4 separate regions of the Mus musculus genome follow, and regions 1, 3 and 4 are each linked to region 2. The links are chromatin contacts, called in public Hi-C and promoter capture Hi-C maps. All regions are on one chromosome and are shown on one strand. The core of a region is the stretch at or near the end of the contact, and the rest is flanking DNA. Distances in the headings are between cores, read along the strand shown. Region 1 overlaps Pitpnm3 (PITPNM family member 3). Region 2 holds the start of Spns3 (spinster homolog 3). Region 3 overlaps Zzef1 (zinc finger, ZZ-type with EF hand domain 1). Region 4 holds the start of Atp2a3 (ATPase, Ca++ transporting, ubiquitous).

Region 1 (3,369 bases), core at 193-2,692, 480 kb after region 2:
TTTGCCTCCTAAGTGGCAAGTATCATGGTGTCACCAAAACAGTATTTTTCACGTAATTTATATATAGTTTTTCTAAGACACAAAGAACCCCAAAGTCTCTTATACTGTGACCTTCCCCCAATTAATTAAAAATATTTGGTAAGTATTCTTAATGTAATATAAATTTGAATATGTAACTACTTCCTTAATCCAGCTAATTGGATATTTTGGGGCTTTTCAGTTTTTTTTTTTACTGCTATAAAAAGCTCTATATTTGATATATACATATATATATGTTTTTAAAAAAGATTATTTTTAGTTTTACTTATGTGTCTGTGTGCCTGTGTATGTATGTGCAAATGCTTGCAGAGGCCAGAAGAGAAGCACTGGGTTCCCTGGAGCTGGAATTGCATGTGGTTGTGAGCCACCTGATAGAGGGTGCTCTTGACCCCTGAGCCAGCTCTCCAGCTCCTACACTAGAGACCTTTGTGCACAAACATTAATGTACATGCTAGACTCACAGTAATCTTGCCTTCACCCGTGGTTTGTATACTGTGGTTCCATGTATTTATGATCAACTATGGTCTGAAAATATTAAATAGAAGTCAATCCGTTCTAAATTGCATGGTGAAGTCTCATTCTATCCTGCTCTGGGCATGAATCACTCCTTTGTCCAGTGTGTTCACTCTGTCTACGCTACTTATCTGTTACCTCCTGGCTGCTAGGATATCCGAACCACTGTCATGGTACCACAGTGCTAGAGTTCATATGGCCCTCGCTTTACTTTGGGATGGTCCCAAAGGGTAAGAGTAACTATGCTGACAGTTTAGATATGAAAAGAAGCTGCTTCAGGGTATCCTCTCTAGAAGAAAATGTGAAATTATAATATTTTGCAAGATACACCCATATAACTTCTATTACATTATGTGGTTATCATTGTTATTTTATTATTAATCATTCTCTTAATGTGCCTCACATATAAATTAAACTTTATTCCAGGTACATTGGCTATAGGAAAAGCACCCTATGAAAGGATTTGGCACTTTCACTGAGGTCTCGGGATATAGCCCTATGGATGAGTGAGGACCTCTGCTCTTCCTGCAGATGGATTCCTGGAGGTGGGATAGGATAGGAGACTGTGGGTTCTGTAGGGTTAAGCTTTGAATGCTAAGGCTCCTCTATCAAGTCAGCCTCTGGAATAGCATCCAGGTACAAAGGAGGGTTGAGAGGTGAAAACCTCAACATTTCTGGTTCATCCTTGAAGCATCCTTTAGGAAAGCCCAGATCTGAAGAGCGATCAGCTAGAGACATCCAGGACTTTAAGTAGTGAGCACAACACAGCCAGCTTTCCCCTCTGGTGCAGGAACAGATGGCTGTTTCTCTGGCAATTAAGTAGTTGGCAAGTGTCTAGGGACCGTGCTGTACATGGAATATACATAGTTAAACTTCGTCATCATTGGCTGCGAGAGCAGGAGGCAGCACGTGAAGACTGTGTGCCGGCTCACTCCTGAGGGGGGGCCCTTGCCTGCAGCATTTTAAACTGCTACTTTGAAAGTTTTTTTCTCTAGCTTGAATATTTTAGATGACTTCGCCTTCAGAAGGTGACTGATCCATCTTGTCATCCCCTGTCACAGTTTAACCACTTACTGGCTCTGGTGCTTGTTGGAAGGCCAGGGAGGCCTTGGCTTCTCTCAGTGCCCAGCTCTGCATCTGTGGCTAAACACACGCTAGATTCCTTGGGGGTAGATCAGGCTCTTGGACTGAGAATGTGGGATCCTGATCTTACATATCTGTTAAGTGGAGCGGGGAGGCCAGGCTATTTGCACCTGTGTCTGCCCGTTGCCTGGAACATAAGTTATGGTAAAACAAAAACAAAAACAAAAAAAAAACCCAAAAAACCCTGCTGCTAACAGCGCCAGCAGCAGCCAGCAGGCCCGTGTGCTGACCAGGCTCCTCCTGTGGAAGGTGCAGGGATTTTCAGAGTGGCTTTTACGAACAGCATGCAGGGAGGGCAGGTGGTACAGATGCTCACAGGGGCTCAGCCAGGTTTCACAAGAAGAGCTGTAGCAGATCCCAGCTACACAGATTGCTTAAGCATGATCTACGGCTGTCTGGCATGGCAGAAGAAGTCCAGGCGGTGGGTGCAGGTGGCCTATAAAGTCTTGCAGACTCACCACCTGGCCCATGCAGAAAATGTTTGCTGAACTCTCTGCTCCAGCCAAATGATGGCCTGGGTGGCCAACACTAAGTCACGAGCCTCTGTGGATGGTGTCAAAAAGTGCTCTCTGGTTCCCAGTCCCAATCCAGTAACAGACGGTTGGGCATCCTGCTCTCAGAACACATCTGTGCCTCCTGGCTCTCCTCTGATCTGCCATCCCTCCCTCCAGCAGCATCCACTCCAGTGTGCTGAAGGATGAGGCTGAGGCTCCTGCAGCTGGCACCCCCCAGCTCTCTGAGGTCAGCCTGGGTCGCTTTGACTTTGATGTGTCTGACTTCTTCCTCTTCGGCTCACCACTGGGCCTGGTCCTGGCCATGCGGAGGACAGTGCTGCCTGGGATAGATGGTGGGTATGGGCGGGCCAATGGCTCAGGGGATCAGGGCATGGGAAAGTGGGAGGGCGGACAGAGTGACTGAGGCAGGTTGGATACAGAGAAATGATAGAAACTGGGGGAGAAGATAGGTGGCTTCCCAGGCTGGGCAGAGATGAGGCAGCTCGGGGGACTTCACTGTCCCTTCCATGTCTCCTCTGTCCTGTGGTCATGCTCCATGAGAATGTAGGCCCAAACATTCACCCTATCACAGAAAATCTACTCTCCCTGTGTCCAGCAGACTTTCTGCAGCCACATGGGTCTCCAAACCTCTCTACCCAAACTAGCACTAGGGGCCTTTGCCATGTAGCAGCGGAAGTTAAAGCTCTTTCCAGCTCCTACAGAGCAGACACTTGATGTCATTTGCCCAGCATGCGCCTTCCAGAGAGTCTGAGGACAGGAGTGCAGACTGTCATTCATTGCTCTCTGTTGGAGCGCCGAGGTGAGGAGCTGCAACAAGGAGAGGCAGAGCTCAGGGCCACTCTCCATGTTGCAGAGACTTAAAATTCCCAAGTGCAGCAAACTCAAGCTCCTGACCTAGGACTGGTGGAAGGCAAGGGCCCCCATGAAGACACCTACCGGCCAGTGTAGGAATTGCTTCACCTGTTCTGACTAACCTTGAGAGCTCCCGATCAAGGATTCATTGTCCTAGCTGAAGGGACTTGGATTGGCTTAATAAATCGGGTAGTGGCTGAGTGTTGGTTAGAGGAACTTAAAGAAGCCACCCCTGTGTGAAGAGTGGAAGGAGGGCCTTGTAGTCTGAAGGAAGTCCTGTTTGAAGACAGAGGAAGGAAAGCAGCAA
Region 2 (3,222 bases), core at 118-2,617:
TCTTCTCACTACATAGACTGGACTGACTTGGACCTCTCTGTCTGTGGATCATGATCAGGCTGGCCACAGACAGTTGCCTGCCTATGTTTCCAAGTGCTGGAATTAAATGGAATTAAGGGCATGGACCATTATGCCTGGCTGTTAAATACTTTTAAAATATATTGTGTGCGTGTGCATGATGTGTGTGGAGACACATGTACCATGACACATGTATAGAGATCAGAGGACAACTTTGTGGAGTTAGTTTCCATCTTTACCTGGGATTGGGATTGAACTTGGGCTGTCAGCCTTACACAGCAAGTGCCTTTACCTGCTGAGCCATCTCATTGGCCTGTATGGTTACTCTTTTTTAATGTTGTTTTGTTTTGAGATAGGGTCTCATGTAGCCCAGGCTGGCTTTAAACTCACCATGTAGCTAGGGATGGTGAACTTGAACTCCTGATAGTCTTAGCTCCACCTCCCAAGTGCTGGAATTACAGGTGTGGGCCATCACTGATGGCTTTGTGTATTTGTACTTTTTCTACCCTTGCAACTGGCAATCAATTTCTACAGCTCCCCTGAGAACATCTCCCTAGACTTATTCCTTGTTGATAAAATTTATTTATTCTGTGTCTGTATGGATGTGAGTGAAAGTGTGTGTGTGTGTGTGAGAGAGAGAGAGAGACAGAGACAGACAGACAGACAGACAGACAGACAGACAGAGACAGAGCAGAGAGTACTCCTGTACCTGCACGTGCACTTGTGTGCCTTGGTGTATGTTATGTTTGGAGGTCAGAAGACAACTTTGTGCAGTTCTCCCCTTCCACCATATGGGCTCTGGGGATCAAACATATGTCAAGCAGGCCTGGTGGCAGGTACTTTCACAGGCTGAGCCATCTTGCCAGCCCCCATGGGTTAGTTTTACATAAGCTTGTCTCTATGTCTTCAGATATCTCTGTTATCTTGTTCCTCTGTGCAATTTCCTTACCATCCTGGTCAACACCTACCCTCCTGTATCTAACCTGGTTCATGGCTGTGCTAACGGCCCATCTTCTGCACAGGCAGGGCAGTTTGCAGTGAGCAAGGCTTGGGGACACTCCTCTCATTTCCTGTCCTAGGAGCGTCTCTTCCTCACTGCCCCTGCTGCAGCCATAGGCTAGATTGAGGGACCACAGAGTTATCCAATCACCAGTGCATGGCGTCTTACCCCAGCAGGGCTAAGAGGCCTAGAGTGATGAAATCCCACCAGTGTGGCTGCGCTGTGCTCAGCAGGAACCTGCGATGATAAGGTGTCTGGCAGTTAAAGGGGCAGCCTGTTGAGGTTGAGAGGCTGGGAGCCCACAGGAAGTGACTTGGTGGCAAGCTGATGTAGCTTTGTTCGGCACCCGTTCTGACAGAGAAGTTGCAGTTAGCACTGCTGAGGGGATGTCCACAGAGTGTCTCAAACCTCAGACAGGAGGGCCACAGAGCCAGAGCCTGAGCCAAGGTGGGCAGTATGGGGCCTTGGCTTCAGGTACGTGTCTGCCTCCCTCCACACCCGTCCCCTGGAGCCTGCCCCGCTGGAGAGCTTACTTGGCTGCAGCTGTTCTCTGTTACATCAACCTTCTGAATTACATGAACTGGTTCATCATCCCAGGTGAGCATGGGAGGGGTAGCGTGGGGCAGTATCTTCAGATACCCCCCTTCTAAAAGCCCACAACTGTGTATCCTTGGTGGCCTTCTTCTTCCAAGCCCTCGTACCTCTCTAGGAGCACAGCTCTGGTGGTTTCACCCCAGCAAGTGGTCTGCAGCCTCTCCTGAATGGTTCCAAGCCAGAACAGGGCACAATGTGTGTGGGGACAGGGGTGTTAGTGGGTAGATGGGACTGTGCTCTGCAGCAAAGGCGTTGCTTGCGTTCAGGATGGAGCTGCAGGCAAGGTTACGGAGGGCAGAGCAGCTTGGCCAAGCTCCCAAGTGAGAATGGCTCTGCCTGCACTGTTTCTGGGGCAGCCGGCTGCTGGCCTACCTTGCACAGTTTGCCTTTCTTCTTATTGGAAACAGGGTACAACCTGCTTCTGTGTTCTGTCTCTCACTTACGCACTCCTTTGTGTCTGGGCTCCACTTGTCTTTTCTCATCTAGTCACCCATTCATTCCTTCATCAGTTTATATTCAGCCCTTTCTTTAAAAAGACAGAGTGTGTATGCATGTGCGTGCACACATGTGTGTGTATGTGTGTGTGCCTGTGTGTGCATGCTCCTTCACTTTTATTTGAGCTTCAGATATTGAACTAAGGTTTCCAAGCTTGTTCAGCAAGCGCCTTCACAGGCTAAGCCATCTTGTCAGCCTTCATTTCTTTTTTGAGGCAGGGCCTCATGGAGCTCAGGCTAGATTCAAACTCGCTATGTAACTGAGAATAATCATGAACTGCTGATATGCTTGCCTTCACCTTCTTAGGGCCGGGATTACAGGCTTGCCACCACAATGCTTTATGAAGTTCTAGGGATTGAACCCAGGGTCTTTGTGCATGCTGGATAAGCACTCTAATAACTGATGTAGAGGGCTGCTCTGCCCTCCGTAACCTTGCCTGCAGCTCCATCCTGAACCCAACGCCTTTGCTGCAGAGCACAGTCCCATCCACCCACTCACACCGCTGCCCCCACACACATTGTGCCCTGTTCTGGCTTGGGACCATTCAGGAGAGGCTGCAGATCACTTACTGGGGTGAAACCACCCAGCCTCTTTTCTTTGTTTGTTTGTTTTTGAGACAAGGTCTTAAGTAAGATCAGGTTGCTTTTGAATTCACTATGCAGTTGAAAATGATCTTGAACTCCCAATCCTCTTGCCCTCTGTCTCCTAAGTGCTGAGGTTACAGGTGCGACAGCATGCCTAGCTGTTCTTTCATCATCCACTTGTTCCAGCTTGAGCACTGAGAACAGGAGCACTGAGAGCAAAAGTACTGAGAGCAGGAACACTGTGGTGGGAACACTGAGAGTGGGAGTACTGAGAGTAGGAGTACTGAGAGCAAGAGTACTGAGAGCAGGAACACTGTGAGTGGGAGCACTGAGAGTGGGAGTACTGAGAGCAGGAGCACTGAGAGCAGGAATACTGAGAGCAGGAGCACTGAGAGCAAAAGTACTGAGAGCAGACACTGAGAGCAAAAGTACTGAGAGCAGGAGTACTGTGAGTGGGAGCACTCTGAGCAGGAGCACTGAGATCAGGAGTACTTTGAGCAGGAGCACTGAGAGCAGGAGTACTGAGAGTAG
Region 3 (2,969 bases), core at 358-2,857, 380 kb before region 2:
TACTTTTTTATATAGAATTTTTACAATATATTTCTCTTCATTTGCATATCTTATCCACAACTTAAAACATTCCTTTTACAGGCTGAACTCACTCAGCTGATATAATCAAAATTCTTTCACTCAACCAAATAAGAAAAATTCAAAATCGTAAACCCGTAAGAAAACAAATTAAAAACGATGATGAAAATAAGTCACTCCTCTCATTAGAACAGTGTCTGTACAATATATCTGATTTGGAACAGAATTCTTTATAGATTAGGCACATGTTTCCACGACCCCTTATGCCTGCCAGTTTTGTCTCCGTCCAGGCAGTCTTGCCTCCTAAGAGTCAAGGGGATATTGGCCTTGATGGAAATCCTTTGGGACCTCCTGCCCCGGCTGGGGTCAGGAGACATTGGCCTGGCTCAGCAGTGCCACCCAGTGGCCTAGAGAAGCAGAGGCAGTGGGCTGCAGGTGGCCAGGTCAGGAGGGACCCTGTCCGGTCAGAGAGCAGCTGTGGTGTGTGAAGAAGGGCAAACTTAAGCTCATTCTATGCAAACTGAAGCACGTAGAGAAAACAGCAAGCAGTGAGTGGAGAGGAGCTATGGAGTCCAGCGTTTATTTACAGTTGCTCTTCCCGATGGGAGGGTGGGAGGAGAGCTGGGGCCACTGTCCCAAGGGAGGTCTCCAGCCTTGCCCTGCCCTGTCCACCTGCTCTCTCTGCTCAGTCTGAGGTGTGGAGGAGTGTGAGTGTGCCATCTCCTCCCCCATCTTCTAACTGCTGTGTGGTCTGAGCCACCGCGAGTGAAGCCTCTTCACCATGCACTTGTTCTGACTCTCATCCGAGACCTACTTGGAGGGAATGGCGTGCAACGGGAGACTTCTCTGGGGTTTAGGCCGCTTGCAAAGCGTAGGTGCTTTGGCAAAGAGCAAAAGGTGAGAAAGAGGTTCCTCTGGGCCAGCAGACACCATGTCCAATACCATGGGACCTGGACCAAGTTCCCTCTGATGTCAGGGTGGTGGACCATAGGTCACTCCATTTGTTTCTGCTTTTATAACCCATCCCCTCCCATTCTGTGGCCACTTTTCCTGTGTGCTGGGGTTCATCAGATAACCTAATTCTATGACTGGGCAGGAAGTGGTGCCAGAAGGCATAGCACCTTTGCACAAGATGCTCCCACACCTGCAGGTTCAGGTTCTGCCAATGCAGTCCTTTGCCAACTCCCAGAAGAGTCTTCAGAGGCCAAAGGGGCAAGCTTGGTCACAGCAAAAGCCAGCCAAATGTGGCCCTGGCTCTTAGGAGCCTTTTTTTTTTTTTTTTTTATTTGCATTCTGCCTGTGAGGTGGGATATGCCTCTGGCCAGATGCCTGCCCTTCAACAGCAGGTGCCTCAGGATTCTTCCTGAAAGTCCACGGCCTGCTGCTGACCCAGCATCCTACTCTGTGGCTCTGGGGAAAAAGGTCATCAGCACACAGGGCAATGCTAAAACCATAGAAGGAAATACGCAAAAGCTTCACTAAAACTAACGTAGTTATTGCTAGGCAGGGGATGGCCAAACAACCAGGCAGGAGGTTCAAGGTCGTAGGCTGCTGATCACCATGACCTTGGAGCAGAAGTATAATCAGGTGTGTCCTGACTCCTGAACAAAGGCTCCTCTGAGGGCACTGCCTGCACTGCAGGTGCTGGAGAGCCCCTCCATTTCTGTCACTTCCACACATGCCAGTTTGCCCCTAGGCATTCCCTAGGGGACCTCTCAGGGAGTCGATGTGGTTCTCTTCTAAAACCATGAGGGGAAATGAAAACTAAAACAATGAAGGAACAAAGATGTGTGCGGGGAGCTGCTGCACAGTGACAAGCAAAGCCTGCCAGCTGCTCCCAGGGACACCTGCTCTCACTGTGAGTTGGCCAGCTAAGCTGTGGCAAGAAGATTGCTTGGGAACTGGAGGTGGCTGGGAGGTGCTCATGTTGGTTATGGGCTGGTGTCCCAACTGGGCCACTGCTGCTGCAAGCTGCAAGTCTTACTGCAAAGGTAGCTCTGGGTGGATGGTGCCTTCTCCTGATGGCAAGCCTAGGCAGCTCCCACTCAGTGGAGACAGAATCCTTTCAGAGACGGCTTCCAGGTCTTCAGTGCTGTGACTCCCCTGGAGGAGACTGGCCTCTAGTCTCTATTCTCTGAATAACTTTCCCAAGGCCTCTTGATGCTCTTTCTGAGCCACTCTACACTGCTGTGCCTTTTTGGACATGTGGCGCCTGCAGTGGGCCTTTTTGATGAGGCGGCTGCTTGGCCAGATGGGAGCAGGGGGTGGGCTCAAAGAGAGCTGGGTGCAGAGGCTTCAGGGGTTTCCTGAGCAAGGTTGGAGGTCTGCTATAAACCCCTGTAGACAAATGATCAAGTCCATGCATATCACACTGAGGCTAACACTCAACATTCCAGAGGCGGGTGGCCTTGTTTGGGTAGTTGATGGCCAGGCTGATAGCAGCAATGTTCTGCAGAGCCTATGGAGGGAAAGAGCAGTTATCAATATCAAGAGCCACTGACTTCCTCATCCTTGAGTCTAAGTTCCTCAGCTGGAGGGTGATAAGGTGAGCCAGAGGTAGTCCCCCTTACCCAGTGGCTCACAAGTAGAATGAGAAAGAAAACAAAACCAAAGCCCACAGGAAAACCCTGGGTAAGTAATAAAACAACCATGGCCATGGTGTGGTAGCAGTCTAGTTGCTGAAGCAGGGGTCTGGGAAAGCCATAGAAAGGAACAGAAGGGGAGCACAAAGGTTCACACAAGAGGTGAACAGCTAGTGCTAGAGAAGTACCCATGGGGAGCTCAGAACACTGCGGGGAAAGCAGCTGTCCCAGAAGGACATGGCTAGAAGGCAGAACTTCAGGGAAGAGACTGGCAAGCTGTGGGGAGGGCCACAGGGGAAGGGGGATGAGATATGCATGGGCAAGCATGAGGGCCAGTCAAGCCCATGGAGAGAAAGCTGGTGCTCACCA
Region 4 (3,170 bases), core at 351-2,850, 410 kb before region 2:
CATCAAGTAGGCTGCAGACCCCAGACCCGCCTTCCCCTCCCTCAGGGTTGAAACGGACCCTGCTACCCCTGTCTTTCTTCAGAAAAAGGGCACCCTTACTGCCAAGTCATTAATGGGGGATATTAAATAATATTTATCTCCTAGTTCCTCCCACAGCTCAACTAAATATAGCAACTAATTTTTTTTGAAAAAGGATTTCTGCTCCAGAAAGATAATATTTACATAAGAGGTGGTTTTCATAAACCAATACAAACCCAAAGCATCCCTTCTGACAGCTCTTCCTACTTCCCAGACTGCCTGGAGCAGAGGGACACCCAGGCCAGAGCATGGTTCCTCTGGTACCTGGCAACTCTCAAGGGTGAGGGGCTCTCCAAAAAGATAGAAGTTTGGAGTGGTTGGGCTCTCTCTCTCTCTCTCTCTCTCTCTCTCTCTCTCTCTCTCTCTCTCTCTCTCTCTCTCTCTCTTCCTCCCTCCCTCCCTCCCTCTCTCCCCCTCCCCCCTTTCCTTCAAGCTTACAGGTGCTGTGGCCCTGAGCCAGGAGTGACAGGAGGACATTGCAGGGAACCTCTGATGTCCACACTACACGCTCCTAACAATGTGTGGGGCTCATCTAGACGGGGTCTACTGGCACTGGCCAGGCAAGACTTTGGACAGGAAGGAGAATCCCATGCTCCTTGACAGAGGGGAGGAAGCCATGCCTCTAGTAAACTGAAAGAGTACGTGGGCTACCTCGGTCCCCAGAGATGGGGCAGGCACCATTCCAGATCACCAGCTGGGGAAAAGACTCCTCCAGACCTCCGACCTGCCCCTCCAAGAAGGTGGGTCTTTGCCTCAGCAGTTCAAACCCACATCAACTCCCGGCAGCCACATCCGCTTGGGGTTGCAGAAAGAGGAAGACCTGGGACTGGGGTTAAGAGCACCAAAGCTGACAGCTGACAGGCTGCACCGTCTTGGGCGCCTTAGTGAACCTTCCGGGGAGACATCGGAACCCCCTGATAGGTTGGGCCTCGGAGTCGCTGGCTAGAGGGCCTCAAGCGTCTGCACTTGCAGGGTGTCCGCAGATCGCACAGCAGGTGCGGGCATCCAGTAAGGCTCTGGGATAAAATGGGCTAAGGATTGCAGGGGTGCATCGAGATGGGGAGTGGAGAGCCAAATCCTGCCTCCTCTTCCCCCGAAGGAGACCGGGAGGCCCCACCAGGTGCCCCACGCGCATTTGCAGAGGCTTACTGAGCCCGGCTTCCTGCCGAGTCAGGAGGGGACAACCGGTCCCCACTGCAGGGCAGGAACCCACGCTCACCGTTGGGGCCGTAACGCTCCCGCGCGTCGGTCACCTGCTCCAGGCTCAAGCCGCCCTCGGCTGTCACCGAGAAGCGACGCAGCACGTCGGCAGCGGAGAGCAGGTGCGCCTCCTCCATGCTGCCTGCCCGGCCGTCCGCGACGTCCAGGTCGCTTCTCCTCAAGGCTACTGTGTGGAGTGCTGCGAGCTTGGGGCGGGGCGGGCCCCTCGGGAGGCCATGACCACGCTGGGACCTTCCCCGACGGCAGTGGCTATGGCAGCCCGGGCCCGCGCCAGGATGCTGTGCCCGGGGCTCCGTCCTCTGGGCGGGGCGGCGCGGGACCCGCCCTGCACCCACACCCCTTCCGGCCGCAATAGCAGCCGCCGCCCCGCCCCGCCGAGGGTGGCGGGGGACCGAGTATGCTACCCTCCTGTCCACATACTGAAGCTAGAGCCAGGGAGCCTCGAACTCGGTCTGCAAAGCTGGGGGACCTACTGCTTTCATGTCGCCGCCTCTCTGTGTCCTAGGAGCTCGAGGGTGTTTGTGGTTGTGTCCGGGGGTGTTGCAAATTGCAGTTGTCCGTTTAGTGGCACCCCACTTCCCAGCTCCACCTCTGCACAGAGTCTGGCGGGAAGCCGATGCAGTGCACTGGGGGTCTCTTGCGGAAGAAACAACCTGATGCTTTCTTTCCTCTAGTGCTGAATGTGTGCGCCTTACACGTTCCCAAAGGTCCTGCGACGAGTGTCATTCTTCATACACTCGCATCTCTAAGACCCCAAAAATGGCCCAGTGGGGAAGGAAGGTAAAAAGTACCAGGCTGTTACCTACCAGTCCAGCGTCCCCAACAGGTGAATGGTGCGGTGGGGATTCAGAGAGATCCCCGGGAACTCGAGCGAGGCAGAGGGGTTCCTTGCTTAGGGTGCCTGGCGGGGACTGACCCTGACCGAGGGAGGGACAGGGGAAACTCCCCTATATCAGCACTGTCAGGGAGTGCCAAAGGGTTGCAGGCCTGCGGAGGTGGAAGGCAGAGACCACTCACCTTCCAAAAGGGGGAGCCAAGAGAACAGCTGATCTCATCCCCACTCCTTGGCTCTTGGTTAAGTGCAGCCGCGGAATCACCAAGGCTGCCAGGGTAGTTCCTACCTTTTTGCACCTGGGTCCCAAAGCACCCGTGCACTCTGAAGCTTCCGGCCTGCCTGAGCATGGGCACCCCAGAGTCGAGTATTTTTATCCTGTTTCCACCCCTCTATGCTTTCCAAATATTGACTGGTGAGGACAGGGACAGATTGGGCCTTTTAGTGGCTTTGGAAAGGCTGTCCAGACTCTATGACATCAGCTGGGTCTCAGCTGCTGTAGGGATAAAGGAATGTTACTTTTATGGCCGTGTCTCCTTCCAGCTGACATTTTAGTTGTTTACTTGGGATTTTTCTAAGACGAGGTCTTGTTATGTAGTCCAGGCTTTCTTCAAAGTCTTGGCCATCCTCCTGCCTCAGCTTCCAGAGTGCTAGGATTACAAGTTATGCTACCATACTCTGACATTTTAAGCTTCAACTCCAACATCTCCAGGTATCTTCCTCCTTCCCTTTCCCTCTGACCAGGACAGGACACAGACAGCCTCTCTTCATTTGTAAGTTGCTAGGAAACTTGGTAGGACTCTGCTGGAGACAGAGCCACCCAGGGATACTTTCCCACTGGAGACCTCCCTCCCCGACACATGGAGATATAGACATTCAAGCAGCAATCACCCTGCACCCTCCCAAGCACACACATCCTGGGGGCTTATACCTCCTCTGCCAACCTCAGGGGACATCAGCCCTAGCCTCTCCCACTTTTCCCATCCCACAGCTGTGAGTTGGCTTTGCTAGAAGACAGCCCCAGGCCTGACTGTTTGCT

What was found. Promoter capture Hi-C pulls out the DNA fragments that hold promoters and counts their contacts. Hi-C and Micro-C count contacts between places; a contact is called where the count stands out from the background.
Region 1: a contact with region 2 is called in a Hi-C map of cerebellum, with 2.2 times the contacts expected there. The contact joins the enhancer-like site here to the promoter of Spns3 in region 2. A contact is called at or near these places in 4 of 39 promoter capture datasets (the C10 cell line, embryonic stem cells, hippocampal neurons and 1 more), 1 of 15 datasets of contacts at CTCF or cohesin (embryonic stem cells), 7 of 484 Hi-C or Micro-C datasets (B cells, cerebellum and embryonic stem cells), 1 of 115 datasets of contacts at active chromatin or transcription factors (embryonic stem cells) and 1 of 9 other capture datasets (embryonic stem cells).
Region 3: a promoter capture Hi-C map of pre-B cells shows a contact between it and region 2, with 3 times the contacts expected there. The contact joins the enhancer-like site here to the promoter of Spns3 in region 2. A contact is called at or near these places in 7 of 39 promoter capture datasets (the HPC-7 cell line, embryonic stem cells, hematopoietic stem and progenitor cells and 3 more), 8 of 484 Hi-C or Micro-C datasets (the G1E-ER4 cell line, adipose-derived mesenchymal stem cells, bone marrow-derived macrophages and 3 more) and 1 of 9 other capture datasets (adipose tissue).
Region 4: a promoter capture Hi-C map of pre-B cells shows a contact between it and region 2. The contact joins the promoter of Atp2a3 here to the promoter of Spns3 in region 2. A contact is called at or near these places in 10 of 39 promoter capture datasets (the 3T3-L1 cell line, the C10 cell line, the HPC-7 cell line and 6 more), 3 of 115 datasets of contacts at active chromatin or transcription factors (embryonic stem cells and large pre-B cells) and 1 of 9 other capture datasets (embryonic stem cells).

The regions. Positions count from the first base shown.
Region 1 is chr11:72,066,279-72,069,647 of GRCm38.p6, reverse strand. Pitpnm3 (PITPNM family member 3) reads left to right here. Exons shown (of 20, transcript NM_001024927.2): 10 at 2,370-2,542. Among named protein-coding and RNA genes, the nearest start is that of Gm46286, 17 kb to the right of the region's middle. Within about 2 kb of position 1,442, at least 16 of the 459 cell types and tissues checked have an H3K27ac peak or open chromatin away from gene starts, as enhancers often do. A contact at or near this core is called in cerebellum, where this site is marked.
Region 2 is chr11:72,548,391-72,551,612 of GRCm38.p6, reverse strand. It overlaps Spns3 (spinster homolog 3), which reads left to right and starts at 1,367. Exons shown (of 12, transcript NM_029932.3): 1 at 1,367-1,615. The coding sequence starts at 1,405.
Region 3 is chr11:72,924,144-72,927,112 of GRCm38.p6, reverse strand. Zzef1 (zinc finger, ZZ-type with EF hand domain 1) reads right to left here. Exons shown (of 55, transcript NM_001045536.2): 55 at 1-2,476. The coding sequence ends at 2,396. Among named protein-coding and RNA genes, the nearest start is that of Gm34704, 15 kb to the left of the region's middle. Within about 2 kb of position 1,607, at least 45 of the 459 cell types and tissues checked have an H3K27ac peak or open chromatin away from gene starts, as enhancers often do. A contact at or near this core is called in the G1E-ER4 cell line, cerebral cortex and pre-B cells, where this site is marked.
Region 4 is chr11:72,959,599-72,962,768 of GRCm38.p6, reverse strand. It overlaps Atp2a3 (ATPase, Ca++ transporting, ubiquitous), which reads right to left and starts at 1,600. Exons shown (of 22, transcript NM_016745.3): 1 at 1,298-1,600. The coding sequence starts at 1,415.